2 separate regions of the Mus musculus genome follow, and region 1 is linked to region 2. The links are chromatin contacts, called in public promoter capture Hi-C maps. All regions are on one chromosome and are shown on one strand. Each heading gives the region's core, a stretch centred on a gene start, on an enhancer-like site or on the middle of the called end of the contact. The rest is flanking DNA. Distances are from core to core; before and after follow the strand shown. Region 1 holds the start of Ldhb (lactate dehydrogenase B). Region 2 holds the start of Kcnj8 (potassium inwardly-rectifying channel, subfamily J, member 8).

What was found. Capture Hi-C pulls out chosen DNA fragments and counts their contacts.
Region 1: a contact with region 2 is called in a promoter capture Hi-C map of adipose tissue. The contact joins the promoter of Ldhb here to the promoter of Kcnj8 in region 2. A contact is called at or near these places in 1 of 484 Hi-C or Micro-C datasets (embryonic stem cells), 1 of 115 datasets of contacts at active chromatin or transcription factors (memory CD8 T cells) and 3 of 9 other capture datasets (adipose tissue, liver and pancreatic islet).

What each region holds. Positions count from the first base shown.
Region 1 is chr6:142,506,565-142,509,264 of GRCm38.p6, reverse strand. Ldhb (lactate dehydrogenase B) reads left to right here and starts at 1,308. Exons shown (of 8, transcript NM_008492.3): 1 at 1,308-1,412.
Region 2 is chr6:142,570,265-142,572,964 of GRCm38.p6, reverse strand. Kcnj8 (potassium inwardly-rectifying channel, subfamily J, member 8) reads left to right here and starts at 1,351. Exons shown (of 3, transcript NM_008428.5): 1 at 1,351-1,781; 2 at 2,512-2,700. The coding sequence starts at 2,586.

The DNA.
Region 1 (2,700 bases), core at 59-2,558, 64 kb after region 2:
GCTGGGATTCAAACCCCAAACACTAAGGCTGTACTCTACCCCAAAGTCCCATCCATAGCTGCCTGTCACATCTCTATCAAAGAGTCTCCTTTTCTTCAATTCCTACAATTCCTTCTACTCCCCAGTAATGTGATAGCTCTACCCAGACTCCCCCAAATTTTCAGTAAAATTGGGGCAGAGGGCAGCACCCAAAGAGCACAGTTATATTCACACTTACACCTTCAATGCTTGGCAGAGGGAAGTTCTATTTATAGAGTTAGTAGTCGTTGACAAGAGGTACACACTTAAAGAAAACAAAAGGCAAATTCTCACACAGCAACTCCAGTGAGCTTGCTAGATGGGGAAACAATTTTATCTTAAGAAAACACAACTGCCCTAAATTTTCACAACACTTCTGATTGCTTAATCCATGCTGGAATAAGGAACCGGGCACTGGGCTGGATGAGACAAAGAGCTAAGAATGTGGGAAGACAATTACAGGGCTGGGGATGCTACTCCCTGCTAAACTGTGAGCTCCTGGGTTCTATGCGAAGCGCTCTCTCTCTCTCTCTCTCTCTCTCTCTCTCTCTCTCTCTCACACACACACACACACACACACACTGTACCAGCTCAGCGACTCCTAGGGAAGTTACATCTTTCTTAGGGTTCTTATTTTTTCTCCCTGGGGCCAGGCTTTTTCTTGGGACCTTGCAGTTTCCTGGAGGAACTGTGAAAGGCAGAAATCAGGCACCTTCGATCTTGTTGGGCAGCTATTAGTTGAATTAGGTGTGGGGAGAGGGGGAGGGGCGGTTACTGTCTTATTGAAGGAACTTTAAATGACCAAAAATCTGTTCTCTTCTGGGTTAGTTTGTTTTTGTTTGTTTGAAACAGTCTTAATGGAGAGGCCTAGGCTGGTCTCAAACTCCTGACTTCCCTCAGGACTCAGCCTTACCAGTGCTGGGATAACAGGCGTGTATAAACCCCCACTTCTGAAAAGAGTTCAGAAGCTCCGAGGCCTTTTGGAGTGATGTATCAGTAGCATCTTAAGCAAGGCGACTGCTCTAAAGTGGAGCCGGAATGCAACCTAGACATAGGTTTCTATTAGCACAAGATGGAGACCGTACAGAAGGCCAGAGAGGCAGGTTTACGGAATAAGTGCCTCAGCGGAAGGTGACCTCTAACTTTAGAGAGCGGGGGAGAGCGCGTGCACACTCCAGCCTTGTCCTTGAAGGAGATTGAACGAGCCGAGGGGAGGGATAGACCCGTCTCGGGTTTCCAATCACAATGGAGAAAGCTAGGAGGCTGGAGCGCCGCGGCCCCGCCTCCTCCTCCTCCTTCTTGTAGAGCCGGAGTCTGCGATCCGCAGAGCAGCAGCCTGCTGACTTTGCAGTGGCTCCCCTGCCTCAGCGCGCCGCAGAGCCTCCTCTTTTCTGGTAGGTCTGAATCCAGGATCCCAAAACCTGACTTAACTGAACATCAGGGTGTGTGTTGTGGGAGTAGGGAGTGCAGAGGTGTTATTGTTTGGCAGAACAGGAGGAAGGAGCTACGTACGACACATCCACTCTTTGGGGCCTTTGTCCCTGAGCATTCATGCCCCTACCTATTTCTTCTTTGTGGTTTTGGGTGGCAAGCCGAGCGAGCAGAGGTGCGCAGCTGAGCTCCCGACTCGGTCTGCACCTTGGTACAGCCTGAGCACAGGGTGGTCTCGGGCCTGTGTGCTATCAATAGAAAGACTTGTAACGTAAGGTAAGTCAAACCTAGTCTCTTCAAGTCCTTGGCAGTTAGCACATCACCCATCAGCTGCGATGCAGCCTGGGGCGCAAGCCAGGGCAGCGCGCCCAGTGGCCGGGGAACCGAGCAAGGTCTAGGTGGGTCCCTGTGAAGGTTGGAAGGTCTTGCACCTGGTGATGGAGAACGGTCCCAGCTATTTTAGCAATGAGGATAAAGGAAAGTTCGGTCCGGAACACCAGGCTTCGTCCCCTCTCACGCTGCCCGCCCTGCAGCCGGGTACTTGCTGGGCCTCTTTAGATGCGCTAGGATTTTGTTTACTTCTTGTGCTAAGTGTGGAAGCCTAGGCTTTCCCCCTGGAGACCGTAATCGAGGTGTGCGCTGGTGTCTCCCTCGTGACCTGCTTTGCACAGGAGGAAAGGTGGCTTGGGTGTCACGGAACTGAACAAGCTCCGACAGCACCTGGGGTCGGGGGTAGGGTGAAGGATATGACTGGTTTTAATGGAGAAATTGGAGGCCATACCCGGGCATTAAGAGTTAACATAGGTGATTCTCTGCGGAGTCGTCCTTAGCCTCTGACCTAGACCACTGGTTCTTATCCACAGGAGATGGGAATGTGGGGGCACCCTGAGGCGAGGGTGTTTTTTCCTGTTCCTTTCTCTCTACAGTCAACTCCCTGATTTGACACAGGCTTGCTACAACGCAAACTATTTTCTTCTCATTCTCTATCACTGTGGGAGGTGGGGGTGGGAGGAGAATACACGCTGAACTTCAGTCTAGATATCTGCCTGTGCTTGCTGGATCTTCAACACTGCCGCTTTTGAAATTCCCCAAAGCGATTTAAAATGTTTTCAGGACAGCTTCAACGTTCCAGCGTTTCAGATAGCATCCCAGGATGATGGAGGGTGACCTTGGCCTCTCCTGACTCTCCTACCTCCACCTCCCAAACGTTGGGACTCCAGGCCTTCCTAATGTTCTCTGGAGCCTATCAGA
Region 2 (2,700 bases), core at 102-2,601:
CTGGGTTTCATAACAACTTCCTGTTTCAAAGGACAGCAATGAAATCACATAAGCACAGAGGAGTAGCCGTGTAGTTCAGTTGGTAGAGTGGTTGTCTATGCACAAGGTCTTAAACAAAACAAAACAAACCCCAGACATGATGGCACACACCTACGATCCCAGCACAAGGAAGATAGGCAGGAGGATTAGAAGTTCAGGGTCACCATAGGCTACACAGCAAGTTCGAGGCCAACTCAGAATATGTGAAACCCTGTCTTCTGAAAAAAAAAAAAAAAAGAGTTTAATGTTTTTGGTGTTAAATTAGTAGACAGTAAATTGCACAGCAAGGTGCACTTCAAACTGTATTTCAGTGGCAGAACTCACAGCACAAATGTTGTCTGCATGGCTGCTATGAGGCTACAACATGAATTACTGCAGAAAACAAAGGAAACAAAAAGAATCTCACTGACAGGACAGGCCCTCCAGAATGCAAGGGGTTAAGCAGATCTACCCACAGTGGAAAAAGGGAAGGGGGGCTCTTCATTTTCCTTCATTAAAGACTAATTTTAGGTCTTTCTAGTAAATTAACATGCTGTTTATACTTCGGATACTCCCGACCCTCAAGTCTTGGAAAACATAAAATTTCCAAGAATTAAAGTTTCCATTAATACAAACGCCAAAAGCAGGATGACCGGCGGGGGGGAAAAAAAGCACATTTGTTCCCCCACCCCCACCCCCGCTCCTTCTCAAAAGCTATAGAAAGACATTTACTGTATAATCTTTCTTGTGCGCAAGTGAGCAGTCTTATCATTCTTACGATCTAGACTGGAGGGAGAGGCCTGCGGCCAAGAGTCAAAACGGAGCCGCGACTGCGCCTGCCTGCCCCGAAGGCAGGTGTGGTGCTGGACTTTGCTTAGCCGTCCTGCTGGGTGTAAATTTTCTTTATTGGAAGAGACTGTTGATGGTGTTTTTGTTGTTAGTCTCTATCTTTGTTTCCCTTTTTGTTTCTTTTGTGTGACTTTAAGTGCCTGAAAACTGGTCTTAGTTGGTGAAATCGGTTTTTTTTCCGAAAGGATTTCAGCCCTCCCACCCCTCTATATTCTAACACGAATAGATTTACAAGTTCAGGGCAGGGACCCCACCCTCACCCCACGCTCACCCCACAATCACCCCACCCAAAACACCTACACTCTCTCTATCTGGTTTTATTTCATCTGAAGTAACCCAGTGATACCCCCCCCCCGCAAGTTACACTTTAAAAAATAATAAATTAAAATCTCTTTGCGTCAGTGAACTTGGGCTCAGAAAGTTCTCTGAGCAGCGAGCCTTTTAAAGATGTGTGTGCCGGTCTGGCAGCAGAATCCGGGCTACTGGGAACCGAGCTGGCTCGGCTGGTGCCTCCTCCCCCGGTGGTCCCTCCCTTCTGGCCGGCTCCCTGCCTCCCCGGCTCCCCCGACTGGCCTCCGCCTCCACTTTCCCCGGCTCGCTCGGAGGTCTGGCCCCAGCTAGGCGGCTGAGGAGCTGGCGGAGCATGGCCACTAGCACCTCTATCCCCAGCTCCTACCCCGCCCTCCCCGTGGCCCGGCAGCAGGAGGGGGGAAGCCAAACCCAACCCTCATCTTCCAGCCCTCCTCCCCGCGTGCACTATGGATCGCACCTTCTAGAGTCTTAACTCAGTTCTGGAGGACCAACATCCCCCGGATCTGCACTTCGGGAGGTCTCTGCTCCCGGGATGCGAGAGCCTGGGACCAGCCCGCCCTGTGCGGAGCTCAAGCCGCAGCCGGGAGCGCAAACCCGAGTCTGTAAGTTGCATCGCGCCTCCCGGGGAGAGGAGGGGAAGCCGGCTATAGCGCAGCCCAAAGCCAAACAGTCAAGGTGTACCCAGATTGGCTCGAGCTGTGCAAATCCACTGCAGACCTCAGCAGTGTCTCTAATCCCCGCGTCGCAAATTACTTTCCAGCATATAGTATGATATAGGTTCAGAGGGAGGGGCGGGGAGTCTGGCTGCCTTTTAAAACGCATCTCGTAAATCCTTCCAATTTAATATCAATCATTTTCAAGTTCGAAAACGCAATGTTTGGTATCTTTTAATTACAGTTAATATTTTCTTAATGAACAGGAAGCAGTTTTCTTCGCTGCTACTAAAAGAATCCCTCCATCTTTCCTTTTAACCTTGCTACTTTATCTAAATAGTTTAGCAAGTAGATAGTGAACCCACTTGGCCTTTAATTTTCGTCCTCAGGCTTGCCTGACTAATCCCGAGACACAAAAGAATATACAGAAAATGCTTAAAGATTTGCTTATAGCGGTTATTTCCAAGAGTGAGCAGGGAGGAGAGAGAGAGAGGGGGGGGGGGATTCCTCCGGTTCTGATCAAAAGTTTTCTCTGGGATCCCAGACCTCAGACACAAAGTGGGTTCTCTTTTGTATTGATCACATCTTTAATTTAATATGTGTGTAAAACAGCATCCCTTTGTACAGATACCTGAGACGAGGAAATGAAGTTGACAGTTTTTAATAAGCGTTTCTCTAGTCTAGGAGGACGCGTGTGGAGGAAAGGAGCCACAGGTTCAGGCAGGTGCATAGGCGGGCTATGGTGAAAGGAAGATGTTGGCCAGGAAGAGCATCATCCCGGAGGAGTATGTGCTGGCGCGCATCGCAGCGGAGAACCTGCGCAAACCGCGCATCCGCGACCGTCTCCCCAAAGCCCGCTTCATCGCCA